Linked DNA regions of Mus musculus: regions 1 and 3 are each linked to region 2. The links are chromatin contacts, called in public HiChIP or PLAC-seq and promoter capture Hi-C maps. All regions are on one chromosome and are shown on one strand. Each heading gives the region's core, a stretch centred on a gene start, on an enhancer-like site or on the middle of the called end of the contact. The rest is flanking DNA. Distances are from core to core; before and after follow the strand shown. Region 1 has its middle 19 kb from the start of Nucks1. Region 2 holds the start of Mfsd4a (major facilitator superfamily domain containing 4A). Region 3 holds the start of Nuak2 (NUAK family, SNF1-like kinase, 2).

Region 1 (4,396 bases), core at 1,736-4,235, 180 kb after region 2:
TATAAGACTTGTCTTGGTCATGGTGTCTGTTCACAGCAGTAAAACTCTAACTAACATCACTCCACACTAAGGCCAGACAGTTCAGTTCTTTCTCTCTTTCTCTCTCTCTCTCTCTCTCTCTCTCTCTCTCTCTCTCTCTCTCTCTCTCCTCAGAGAGGTGAGAGGAGACCCAGAGGATTGAATTAGGGTGTCCCACAGGCTAAGTACTCTACAATTGACCTGTACCCTCAACCCTTCCTTTATGGTATTTGGGGGCAGGTTCTAAACAGAGTCCAAACTCTCTAACCCAGAATTTTAGCTACTGCAAGCAGATTCATCATGAACAAACCTAAGACCACTATGCTCACACTCCTCGGGCTGTGGAACACTTTTGTGTCACATACAGGGATAGATTGGTATATCTAACATGCCAGGAGCTTGAAGAATCACTAAGAGTCAGGGACACTGGCTCACTCCTACGAGCTCAGCTCTTGGGATGCAAGGACAGGAGGATTGTAACATATTTGAGGGTCAGTTGGGCTACAAAGTGAGCTCCGGCCAAACTGTGCTATAAAAACCTGCCCCCAAATATCACTAAGAAGGGGTTAAGGGTGTGGGTCATTTGTAGAGTGCTGAGCCTGTGGGAAGCCCTAATTCAACCCTCTGGGTGTGCTCTCACCTCTCTGAGAAAAAAAAAGAGAGAGAGAAAATTCACCAAGAAAAGAGCAAAAATGAACAAACAAACAAACAAGGAAACCAAACACTACAGAGATAGATGTCTTCGTGATTACTACATTATTGCTTATTGGCTGACCTTGAGATGGGAGAAATGACTTTGCTTATTCAAGGGGTTCCTGAGCAACCCCAAGGGTCCTTGACTGTAGAAAAAAAGGCAAAAAAGGTTGGAGTGATGAGCTTCAAGAAAAAAAATGATCCACTCTTTCTAGATTTGAGGAAGAATGGAGGAGCTCACGAGGCAAGGAATGGGAGCAGTCCCCAGAAGCTAGAAAATTCAGAAAACACATACATAAAAAAATCCCTCCACAAATATATGTATGTGCATGTACATGTATAGTATATGTTTATGTATATATATATATATATATATATATATATGTATTGTATATGTGTATGTATATGTATGATATATGCATATGTATATGTTTTGTTTCCTCTAAAAGCCATCAGCCTGGCCCATACCTTAATGTAAGCCTAATGGACTTCATACAACCAAAACCGTGGGCTAATACATTTGTCACTTTGACATTTTAGCCTTTTTAAGGAAGTTATGATTGTGGATTCTTTGTTTCAGTCAGAAAAACAAACCCCTCTGTAGTCCAACTGCTTCAGTGTTATGTGTATCGTCCCCCCCACCCCCCCCCATACTCTGTATGTGTGTTACAGAGATTTGAACCCAGGATCTTGTATAAACACTCTTCATTTGTTTTAAATCCTTAGACTTTTAAAAAAAGATCCTTAGATCCAACTCCAATTTTTTTTTAAAGGTTTATTATTCCTTTTTCTTTCATTGAGACAGGATCTCAATGGTAGTCCATGTGATCCTGAAACTCATTTCATGGCCCAGGTTTGTCTTGAAGTTGAGGCAATCATCCTGCTGAAAAGTCAGCTCAGGAACTCTGGGAAGGTCAGGACACACTAGCCCCTTGAAGGGAGAGGCGAATTAACATTTTTCAGACCACAGGGCAGGAACCGACCTGCGGGTGGGAACACATTCTGTAGGATGGACTGTTGCCTACCTCCAGACAATGGAAGTCCTTGTCACCTTATTCCCTAGAGACCAATCAGTTTAAAGGGTGCACTGTTCTGTGCACAGTTGCTGATTCTCTATACTGTCCCCCCGGAAACCATATAAAAACTCACTGAATGGTTACTGGGGGTCGCAGCCTCTCCTTCAGGTCTGGGAATACCCCAGTGCTTTGGAAAAATAAATTCCTCTTGTTTTTTTGCATCAATCCCTGATCCACGTGGCTCACTCAGGGGGTCCCTGGTAAGCTAAGGCTCCCTTGAGTCTTACACTGTCTCAGCCTCTCAAGTGCTAGGATGCAGGTATGAAGACACCAATTTTCTTTTTTTTTAAATCTTGAGACAGTTTTGATAATTTGTGAAGGATAATCTTGAATTCACTCTGTAGACAAGGAAGGAAGGTCTTGAACCAGGGATCTTCCTGCCTCAGTTTACCAAGTAGCTGGAATTACTGGCTGTTTGGTTTCAGACCTGTGGACAAGGGACCAAGGTGCATATTTTACACATCAAAACAGGCTGGGCCTACAGGTTCTCCCAGCATCCTTCAGTCCTTACCTGACATACCCTGTCCCCAGTCCTTACTTTTCCTGCCCAGGGGTTGGGCTGCCTTTCCCCCAAAGATCTTCCCTATATAATCCAGACATTTTGGGCTCCCTACTCTTCTCTGTGTCCCGAAGCTCTTTCTGTCTCTATTCTCTCATGCCCCCTCCATGGTGACTTCCTTGGCCTAGGTCCCTGGGGCCAGTGAACTTGCCCTAGAGCAGCTTTCCAATAAACCTGCCTATATAATTTAATCTGGCTTGAATTGGCTCATTTCACCGGTGAAGCAATAACTCATCACTGTTCTGTACCACCAGCCCTAGTTTTGACATGACTTATACAACTCCTTTGTTTGAGCCTGCTGCTAACTTCATCCTTCCATTTCTACTCCTGCAGTGGTCTGTGTCCCTCTGAAGGTCACATCTTGAAATTTCCTGTGTGTTGGTATTAAGAGGTGGAGCGTTAGAGGGGTGACTAGGTCATAAGGGTGGAGTCCTACGAAAGAGATTATTGCACTTTAAAAGATTAGGGAAATGGCCCAGTAGGAGAAGCAGTTGGTATGTAAACATGGGGAACTGAATTTGAATGCCCAGAACCAATATCAAAACTGAGCACAATAGTACTTATCTGTACTCCCAGTGCTCCCAGGGAAAGATGGGAAAAAAAAACAAGAGAATCCTTGAAAGCTAGTTAAGTTTTATAGCCTGACACACCCAGTGGCAAACAACAAAGAGACCCTATTTCAAACAACACCCAAAGCAAGGACCAACACCCAAGGTCGTCCTCTGTCAAATGTAGGCCGCGGTACACCGGTCCCCCCTCCCCCCCCAAAGTTACAAAGTCACAAGTACCTAGCACCTGGGACAAGGTGGATATACCACTATTGGTTAAGTAATTGACCTAAGCAATGTAGTAATCATCTTTTTAACCTAATTAGTACCTCCCTACACAGAAACCATTTAGACAATGGTATAAGACTTCTAAGCTTGCTGGGCAGTGGTGGCACATACTTTTAATCCCAGCACTTGAGAGACAGAGGCAGGAGGATTTCTGAGTTCGAGGCCAGCCTGGTCTACAGAGTGAGTTCCAGGACAGCCAGGGCTACACAGAGAAACCCTGTCTCGAAAACAAACAAACAAACAAACAAACAAACACCTTCTAAACTCCCTTTCCTCCCAACCTGAAATCCTAACTCAGCTCTTTCTGAATTTTTATTCATCTCAAATCCTACCTTGAAAATTGTCTTGCTGGTGGGTGATGTTCACCTGCAATCTCAGCTCCCAGGGGCGGGTGTGTGTGTGTGTGTGTGTGTGTGTGTAAGTAGGAGCATTGGAGCAATGGGAGGTGGAAGCACGAGCATTGGGGGCAGTTCAGTGTAAACGGAGGTATCAGTTGCATCACTGGGACTATTAAATAGTACGGTTTTATACTTTCCTTCTTTTTTAGCACTTTAGATCAAAGCCTAAGTATTACATGAATGGTAAGTGCTCTACCACTAAGGCACATCTCCAGTCCCATCTTCATTTTCCATAGTGACTAGCTTTTAATTTTCTTTCACTATAAAAATATAGAAGTAATTAAGGTTGTAGCTCGGGTTAGTAGAGTGCTTGCCTGGGATTGATCCCAGCACTGCATAAACTGGGCTTAGTCATGTGTGCCTGTGATTCTAGCACTAGGGAGGCAGACACAGGACAACCAGAAATTCAAGGCCATCCTTACTACATAGGGAGTCTGAGGTAAGCTTGGGCTACCTGACACCTTCCCTCAATTTTATACACACAGGAAAGAACCCCGTCATTCGCTCTCTCTCTCATATATATATATATATATATATATATATATATATATATATATATGTCACTGTCTTCAAACACACCAGAAGAGGGTATCAGACCCCATTACAGATGATTGTGAGCCACCATGTGATTGCTAGGAATTGAACTCAGGACCTCTGGAAGAGCAGTCAGTCAGCAGCATCTCTCCAGCCCCTCTTTTTACATTTTATTTAGATCTTTTATTCCATTCATTGTTCATATAAACAAGGTTTAATGTCTGACACATGCTTTGTAGGTATTAGATGCAAAGTCATTAAAACATAGGCCCTTCTTGCTGG
Region 2 (4,566 bases), core at 1,335-3,834:
GTGCAGCCCAGTAAACTTTTACAGATGTTTCTAACTGGGTGATGTAGGGGGTCAAGGGAGATTTCCCTCTGTCCTTTGGAAGTTTGTTAGAATAAACCAAGGGGCATTAAATAGGATAAAAGGCTGAACCCCTGTGTGAGTGAAATCACAGGGGTGTGATTACTTACCCAACCAAATGTTACTTGGAAACTTAGGTGTCTCTTTTTCTGTCGAGGAGGAGAGAAAAGATATGTTTACACAATCTTAAGAGCTTTTAAGTGGTTGTCAGGAAGTGACCGGTTCTGGAGACAGTCTCGGAGTCCAAATGAGGGGACAGTTGTTATCTCACATAGAAGTACAACCAGGTGTGTTCTGGTCCCCACTCTTCCTTTATGAGGTGGGTGATGGCTCCTTTTGTAATCTGGCCTTATTGCTGCTAAGGGATTTGCACAGAATCCTCTCCCCATGCTGAGACGAGAAGGGAAAGACAGGGTTCAGGGAAGGCTGGGGATTTAGCTCAGTGACAACATGCATGTAGCATGGAATAGATAATGCCCTGAGTTTGGTCTTTAGAACCAAATGGGAAAACAGACAAACAAACAAACAAAATGGAAAGAAAAAAGGAAGAGAAAGGGAAGGGGTGGAGAGGTAGGGAGAAGAGGGCAAAATACAGATTACTGGGTCTTTATTTTAAACATTTTAAAGCTTTTGGCTTTTATTTAGCACAAATTGCTCAGCTTGCCAAAAAAAAAAGCAATATATTGGAAGTGTCAGTCTCTGAAAGTCAACTATTCAGATCAAACTAGAAACGATTCCCAGGCCAGACTGGGGCTGCATCACTGTTACCAGGCTCATCGCCATTGTGGCCGAGAAGCCAGACAGTAGGGCGATGTTGCTGGTATGCATCATCTAGAAAAATCACAAAGGTTCCAGGTACTCTACCTGGAGACATAAAATCCCTGTGTCCAGATGGCATTGTGAAGTCCCTGCATGCAGATCATGTGGCGGAGGGAGGAGCTAACAGGTGCCGAGTGGGAAGCTCTGGGGAACAGTTACAAGGAGGAACATTTCAGTTTAGTGCAAGACTCATCCTCCCCACAGCTGATGCACAATGGGAGTGGGCCAAGCAGGAGCTGCGGAGATGGCTCAGCAGTTAAAAGCACTGGCTGCTCTTGCAGAGGACACACATTCGATTCCCAGCACCCACATGGTGGCTCACGAATATTTGTAATTCCAGTTTCAGGCAATCTAACCCCATCTTCTGACCTCCATAGGCTCCAGGCATGCCCATGGTGCACAGACATAAATACGGACAGGTGAAGCATACATAAAATAGACAAATCTAAAAACGATGTTTTAAGAAATGAAAAGTAAACGGCAAGCAAGTCTCCATCAACAGAAGAAAGCTATCAAGCTACCTACCACAGGGATAATTGGGAGGAGATAAGGGTCTGAGCCCCAGGTCACCCTTCCCATCTCTGAGCTGCTGTTCCTCTAGAACTTCACAGCAGTGGCTAATGATTATATTTTTTTCAGGTGATAACTTTGTACCTTATTTCATGTACTATAAATCCCACCTTTACTGCCATTAAATTAGTCTATGCCATCACCCATGGAGTAAATGAGCCAGAGGGACTCTTAAACTGGAGCCTTCCTCTGATGCACAGTCCAGGACAGGTATGGGGTAGCACTCTGAGGTAGTGTCCCTGCTCAGGAAATTGATTATCTCCACTTCACGCCAAGGTATCATGGGGTCACCCAGCCAAACACTTCTGTGGGCACGATGTCACAACCTCCAGCACTATTAAGACACTTGGCAAAGGAGACACTGAAGGTCCTTAACTGCTGTGCTCCTAGGTTCTGGTGTGGGCACCGGATCCTAACTCCCTCAGGAGCAGGACCATACACCACTGTCCAGGGCTGTGGGGGTGTCGGGTCGGTATCAGGGTCTTGGAGTGTAAACAACCCCTCCACCCTGTCAAGGCATTTTCAAGTGGGAAGAGAACTCTGCCTGGAGGATCATCTCAGAATTCCTCTGCGAGTCCTGGGGTTCCTGCCCTCCCTCACTGCATTGGGAAGGAGAAATAGAACCCTAAACAGAGCTTGGCCTTACTGCCTTCCTCACCTGTGATGGAACAGGTGCAGGGTGATACCCCCGCACCCCAAAGCATAGAATGGAGAAGACCTAAATTTCTAGGACTGGGGATACTTGCCTAGCATGTTATAGGCCTTGGGGTCAATCCCAGCACCTAAAAGCAGTAAAACGAATGTCCAAGTTTCTGGGAGTGTTTGGTGTTTTTGCTTTTGTTTTTCCAAATGACAGTGTACCGGACCCCTTGAGGTTCCAAATGAAAGCCACAAGAAAGTCATGTACAGATAGGACTGCTTTTAGAGAGTAGGGCATGGGAGGTAGAGAGCCGCGCTGGCAGACCCTCGAAGTCCAACGGCAGCACCCCAAGACCAAGTGATGTGGATTCAGATCGCCAGGCTGAAAGGCTGCGCGGTGTAGGGCGCGAGGAGCCTTTAGCACTAGCTGGCGGGTCGCGCTCCCGGGTGAATTAACCAACGTGGGGCCCCCAGGAACGTGAAGCGAGGCGGGGCGGTCCCGGCGGCGGGACACGTGCGTCCGCGACGCCCCGGACCTCCAGGCGTCCCCGCGCTGGCCGAGGGCGGGGCAGCCGCGCGGCGCTCCCCTCCTCTCCTCTCCTCCCCGCCCGGCCTCCGGTTGGCCGCGGCACTCGGCCCTGGGCTCGCTGCGAGCTGCCGGCCGAGCCATGGGCTGCGACGGCCGGGTGTCTGAGCTGCTCCGCCGCAACCTACAGCCCACGCTCACCTACTGGAGCGTCTTCTTCAGCTTCGGCCTGTGCATCGCCTTCCTGGGGCCCACGCTTCTGGACCTGCGCTGCCAGACGCACAGCTCGTTGCCCCAGATCTCCTGGGTCTTCTTCTCGCAGCAGCTCTGCCTCCTGCTGGGCAGCGCCCTCGGGGGTGTCTTCAAGAGGACGTGAGTGTCGCGCCCCGCACGCCCCTCCACATCCCCGCAGCTGTGACCACCTGCCCAGCTGGGCTGGATCTTAGCCCAGGGGCTGCCTCCCTCCCCCACTACAAGCTCTCCCGGAAAACTCTCTCGGGACTGAAGGTGACATCTGGGCTATGTATTTGTCTCACTCGTCCCGAGAGAGCTCAGAACCCTTTCGCCCTCGCTCACCGAGCCCACCAGCCAAAGAGTGATGGAATGTACAGAGATGCGTAAGACCCTTATTGCTCTGTTCCTCTGAGATTTTGTAGCCTCGGCGCCGGAGGTGGAATTGGCACTGAGGGGAAGACAGTTGGCGGTGCCAGCTCAGGGGACAGTTCTCAGTGACAGGGCTGGCCTGTGGTTTGACTAGGAACCCACTGGTGATTCCACTCATAATAGGTCCACATCAATTGATACAGCTGATCCCTTTACCAAGATGGTGAGGCTCCTGGGATCTCCTAAGGGAGACAGGACTCGGCTGCAGCATTTGCCTGCGGAGGCTGAGCCCTTGGGCCAGGTAGAGAAGTGTAGAGCCTCTCATCCATCCTCTATCTCTAGTACCCAGAATACCCCTAATGTATCCCTCCACCTTGTTACTTCTCCCTGGCTTCTGTCAGGACAGAGCTCTGGTCTATCCCTGGCACTCAGAATATTACCCTTTTGGGTGCCGTGCAGAGCCCCATTTTTCTGGTGTAGGAACCCCTCTGAAGATATTTCTAGAAAGTCAGCAGCCTTCAGTCTCTGTACAGCCAGGAATAGACCTAGAACTGAGACCTAGAGCTGAGGAATGAATGGTTTGCACACCAGAGGCTGCTGTGTGGTCTTCCTTGTTCTACTTCCTAAAGGAGCAATTATCTGGACTGCAAAACCACAATTGGGAGGTCTGTTACAAAACTAGATAGATAGATAGATAGATAGATAGATAGATAGATAGATAGATAGAATAAAAGATCTTGTGCAGAGGCCATTCTAGGCCAAAGGGTGTGCAGCTGTGGGACGATGCAACACAGGTGTCAGTATAAAATGGACCCCAGTCTAAGCAATCCAGAGCCTGCTGCACCTCAGCAATTGGAGAGTGACTATTTTCATTTCCCCTACATCCTTTTGCAAATGCAAGAATTCTCAGACGAAAGTCTCCTTGTGCCTATTAGCACTTTGTGGGTCTGGGATAGAATCGGATATATAGGAATTCTGAAAATATGTTCAGCTAGAAAATTCATGAAAAGGAGGAGGGGGTATCTCTGAATGTCAGAGGAGGGGCCCTGTTGTTGTTTGGAAGTGCTGGGAGGGGGTCCGTTGTTGTTGTTTGTTGTTGTTGTTGTTCAGGGATGCTGGGAATGGAACCCAGGTAAACTCCCTGGTGCTGGACCACACTCCCGACCCTCACAGATAGGCTGGGTTATGCTCACTTTCCTAGAATATTTTAGGAACATATGTAGCTCAAACAGGAAGGCGAATGAGGATCATTCTAAGGGATGGGTTGGCAAGCCCACTTTTCTGAAATGGGAAGCAATATACCCCTAACTGGGCCATCTCTCCCTGGCTTTGGTCCTCCCTCTAGATTTCTT
Region 3 (4,684 bases), core at 1,943-4,442, 250 kb before region 2:
GAACAAAGCAGAGACCATAGTGATTCAACTCAAGAAGACTGAGCCCAGTCCATGCTTCTTATTGAGGCAGGAGAGGACCAGGGTAAGAGAGTTCCCTAGGTCAAAGTCACCCTTACTGGGACAATAAGCCACATGTGTCTGAGACACTGCTAGGATTTTACAGATATTATTTTATTTAATCCTAGGGAAACCCACTACATTATAATCTGCATTTTACACAGAGGGGACTCTAGAGAGGTAACGCATCCGGCAAGCAATAGGAAGCACAATTGGACACTTTGCAGGAATATAGTATCGTTCCTGCACCCAGGATCCTTCAGCAAAGAATGGGGGTTCCCAGTGCCGTCTCCCACTCTAAACATTGCCTGCAGTGCTGGGAGGGCAGCTGGAGCTAGCCGATGGGATGACAAAGCACTCAGAGGCAAGCCCGGGCTCATCTCAAAATTAACTTCCAGACCAAGACTCAGCACTTGGTCATCCAAAGCTTATGGTGGACAAGTCTGGAGGTTTTGCTGCAGGTCTGCCATTGCCCAGCCAGAAGACAAGTCACTTCCCCTCTCTGGGCCTCAGTTCCCTCATCTGCCAATGAAGGAAGCAGCTTGTCTCCGTCGTTTCTCAATCTTCTGTAGCCCACTGAGCAATTGGAAATGTAAAAGGAACAGAAGCAATGTGACCCCACAGAACTACCCACATGGGTGCCCTTCTGGCCCCCTTAGTGGTGACTGAGTCATCCATGCAGATCAGACCAATGGCTTCGGTGAGACCCGGGCATGTGTTTTTCTCTTTAGGGGTTGGTCAGGGGAGCTAGGAGACTCACAGGAGGAAATGTCATTTCGATACCAGGAATGTGTCTGAGATCCAGAGCAAATATTTGTTTTTCCTCTGATGCCCTCCTGGAGCAGCCATTAGTCCGTGTGTCCCCCCCCCCCCCCACACACACACCTGTCCCTCCCTTCAGATAATCCCATGGGACCCTGCTTAACTATCTCTATAAGGAGAATGGGAAGCAAGCTGCAAATGTGGTGAGAAATTCCTGGCAGCAGGAGGCTTTCCTGGGAACCACCAACAGCCCCAGCTCCTCAGGGCAAGGCCTAAGCAGCGCCATGTCCTTCTCCCCCACTGAAGTATCAGAAGTATAGGTCTCTTTAGGGAAAGCAGTTAAGATGTAGGGGTGGGTGGGTGGAGATGAGGGCACTGCTCCAGGATTGAGAAATCATTAGCACAGCGGAGAGCTGCTTTCCAAGAAAGGGGGGGGGGGGGGCTAAGCAAACTCTTAACAGCAATCCTGGGTGGTCCTGCTGGGGAGTTTCAGAGCAGGATCTCCACATTTGCTGATCTTGGCTCCTTGCATGCAGCAAGACATGGGAACCTGAGAGCTCCTTTTGATTTTCTCTGTTCTGATGCAAGAGTCATTGATTTACTTCACTTCAAAATCAAATGTGATCTCTCTCTGTCTCTCTCTCTCTGTCTTTCTCTGTCTCTCTTTCTCTGTGTGTGTGTCAATCAAGAGCTGATGTGAACTCTGAACTTTGATCTCAGTTTCTCAGACACTCTAGCTCCCTCAATCCACTCTTCCTACAACAAGCGACATAGCACACAAGCCACTATTAGCCACTATTTCCTAGCTAAGCCCCCAGACAAAGCCTGGGCCCTGAAGTCTCAAGGCTTAAGCCTCTGAGGCCCTGGCACTTTATAGAAAGAGAAAGAAAAGAAAGCCCGGAAGTACACGATTGCCCAATAACTGTAACCTGGCAGCGGGCAACTGGGGACTGTGCCAGGCCTTAGCAGGAAAAACATACTTGCTCCTATTGATGGGGTTATAATCCACTCCTTTCTCCAACATCCACTCTCCTTCACCAATGAAATGACTTCTTGAATTTCAAACCAGCTACTGGCTGCAAAAGCAAACAATTAGGGGAGGGGACCATTCCCATAGTCAATAGGGCAAATGATGGCTGTACATACACACCCCCTTACAAACAGCATCCACTGGACCTGCCAAATGTTCTCCCTAAACCACCTGCTCTGAGCCTTGCGAAAATGTGAATTATAGACCTTTTATAAAATAGTTCCCTTGGTGGAAAATGAGAGACTGCACATTTTAAACAAGTAGCCAGCTAATACTCAGGCCCACTGAACTAGAGTGGAAGAAACATTGTTGTGTAACTTTTGGTAAATTTGCTGTCCTTCCAAGGGGAGGTTTCCAGATAGGAGTATTCATTCTCAACACAGGATCTGTGATCAGGGCTCAAGTGCATTCACATTTATATCTTATTTTTTCCAAGCAGCTTGTGAGACAGGCTGTGTTCTCTCTATTTTTGCAGAAGGGGAAACAGAAAACAGAGATGGAGGAACTTGCTCAGAGTTACGGATTATTATTACGATTACACATGCGTAAATCAAAAGGGCAAGTTCCCCAAAGGCCTCACATCCAAAGATGTGGCTGGAGTGCTGGGAGTGGACCTGACATTTGGGCCTGCTTTTACATTTCCCAGAATAAAAACCTATCCCAACCAAACTTAGCTTCATTTCGGCTGGAAAGGCCCCAAAGTGTCAAGTCAGAGTTAAAGATCTCCACACCTCATCCATCTACTAAGAACTGGTGCTTTCAACTTCCTCCTTCCATTCTACTCTGTTGACGTTTGTTCCCGTCAAAATTCAAGTTAAGCTCCGTCTTCTCAAACTACAGGCATCTAGTGAAGCTAAGGTTCAGGACAGATGAGCACTGTCCTGAAAACCACGGACAGACACATCTAAAATGCGCGCGCCTGGCAACGCAGCCGAGGACACCGCAAGGGACGCGCTGTGAGCTCCCGAGAGCCGGGAGCCGCGAGGGACACTCACCAGACGCCCCGAGCTCTCTCGTGCCTTCTTCACCTTCCCGTAGGTGCCCTTGCCCAGCGTCTCCAGGAACTCGTAGCGGTGCCGCAGGTTGTGTTTGTGATGGTGCCGCTTCACCGCCTGCTTCTTCATCAGAGGTTTAGGCGACTTGATGAGCCCGTCCGCCAGCGGCCGGGCGCTCTCCGAGGCCAGGGCGGAGGCCGAGGGAGCCTGGCTCGGGCGCTGGAGTAAGGCCACCGACTCCATGGTGCGGGGACCGCGAGGTGGAGTGGGTCGGGCAGCAGTAGCAGCGCGCGCTGAGCCGCGGGCTCAGAGGTCACAGCCGCACCCGAGCACGCTAGAAAGCCCCGCGTTCCGAATTGCTATAAAACGTTTCGAGGGGGAATGTCCTGACCACGCCCCTGCGTCCCATTGGCCGACTTGCCGGCGGCTCGTGACCAAAACCTCTCGCATTGGTTCACCCTCTCCTGCCCCGTTCCTCCCCTTGGCTAGGCGCGGAAAGGTGTGAATGGGGCCCCGCCCACTTGGACCCGAGGCCCAGGAATGCGAGAATGGAGGCAGAGCCGAATTAATACCGAAGTGCCAGTCTTTAGGATTGAAGGCTCTCTGAATTGCTTTAGTCTCTGAATGACGCCAACCTTGTGCTATTGTGCTGTGTTCTCGGTTGGCAAGGGACAATCTAAGGGCACTAGAAAGTCCCGAAGTATTTCTCCACATGCAGTAAATTGTTTCTTCCAAGCTCAAAATCTGAAAAGCCTTTTGATAACTTCTTGAGGTCCATAAAGGAGAAAGTGAATAGGGAGATGGAATGGGTTGGAGACTGACGCCAGCTAAGCACTGGTAGAGAGCTGTCCTGACTCCATGTTCACTCTGCTTGGATTCCACCAACCTTAATTGGATTCTGGAATCCAACAGGCCTGGGAAATCCTTACTTTGTAGGGTTGCGTGGATTCCCTCAAGATGTGGTGGCCTTGTGGATCTCCATAAATTGTGAAAAAAGCACATCACATTCCAAGGACTTACATCCACGAGCTCCTAAATCTGTAAGGAGTGTCTTGGTCCCAGGGTTTCCTCCCAGTGGATTTTTTTTTTTTTTCAAAAGAGCAGGAGGTTGGGCATAAGATTTGGCTGCATTTAAGGGGCCTGGAAGGCTATGTCCAGACCCCCCTTTCCGATGTAGAAAGTGAGTTTACTTCTGCCACACAGCTGGCAAGAAAGCCTGGAATTCAGATACTGGCCTATAGGGAAAGAGTACAGGACAAGAGGACTTCCCTAATTCTAGCTATTCCGGGCAGGCATCCCTCCCTCATCTGCAGGACCTCATCTCTAGCTGTATCTTTAGGACTTGGCAGAGGATCAAAGAGGACTACGTCCTCAATTATCAAATTAAAAAAAAAACTACTCTCTGCCCATTTTCCTACTTCTGTTTGCCCTTTGAATCTTTTCAGAGGGAATAACTGGTATCTCCTTGTCTTGGAGCTCTCTGTAGCCAGAGACCATCCACCGGGAATCAGCCTTCTCTAAGTTCGGACGGTCCATGGAAACTGTATAGCTAGTTTAGTGCCCTATCTTCTGCCAGCTTGCCTCTCCACTCTGAGTAGTCTGTGAAAATAGAAAAGGCTCAACCAGTCTGCTCTCTGTGCGCCCTGTCTGTCAGTTCCTGGGGTCTGTCCAGGCAGAGTAGGACAATGAAAAGCATGTGTCAGAGGAGCAGGCTCAGGGATGGGAGACCTGGGTTCTAGACCTGACTGACATGAAAAGAGGAGGGAGCCCCTAGCCAAGATGAGAGGAGGATAGTTTGGGGTTGCTTTCTAAAGATAGGGCTTTTAAAGCTTACTAGAAG

Evidence for each region. Promoter capture Hi-C pulls out the DNA fragments that hold promoters and counts their contacts. HiChIP or PLAC-seq counts read pairs in DNA pulled down with a chosen protein or histone mark.
Region 1: an H3K27ac HiChIP or PLAC-seq map of embryonic stem cells shows a contact between it and region 2, with 6 read pairs. The contact joins the enhancer-like site here to the promoter of Mfsd4a in region 2. A contact is called at or near these places in 4 of 39 promoter capture datasets (the 3T3-L1 cell line, HPC-7-derived erythroid cells and liver), 1 of 115 datasets of contacts at active chromatin or transcription factors (embryonic stem cells) and 3 of 9 other capture datasets (adipose tissue, liver and pancreatic islet).
Region 3: a promoter capture Hi-C map of neural stem cells shows a contact between it and region 2. The contact joins the promoter of Nuak2 here to the promoter of Mfsd4a in region 2. A contact is called at or near these places in 5 of 39 promoter capture datasets (the SN4741 cell line, embryonic stem cells, hippocampal neurons and 2 more), 1 of 484 Hi-C or Micro-C datasets (embryonic stem cells) and 3 of 9 other capture datasets (adipose tissue, embryonic stem cells and pancreatic islet).

Annotation. Positions count from the first base shown.
Region 1 is chr1:131,888,915-131,893,310 of GRCm38.p6, reverse strand. No RefSeq gene overlaps it. Among named protein-coding and RNA genes, the nearest start is that of Nucks1, 19 kb to the left of the region's middle. Within about 2 kb of position 2,985, at least 8 of the 459 cell types and tissues checked have an H3K27ac peak or open chromatin away from gene starts, as enhancers often do. A contact at or near this core is called in embryonic stem cells, where this site is marked.
Region 2 is chr1:132,066,080-132,070,645 of GRCm38.p6, reverse strand. It overlaps Mfsd4a (major facilitator superfamily domain containing 4A), which reads left to right and starts at 2,584. Exons shown (of 10, transcript NM_001114662.1): 1 at 2,584-2,983. The coding sequence starts at 2,754.
Region 3 is chr1:132,314,633-132,319,316 of GRCm38.p6, reverse strand. Nuak2 (NUAK family, SNF1-like kinase, 2) reads right to left here and starts at 3,192. Exons shown (of 7, transcript NM_028778.4): 1 at 2,845-3,192. The coding sequence starts at 3,087.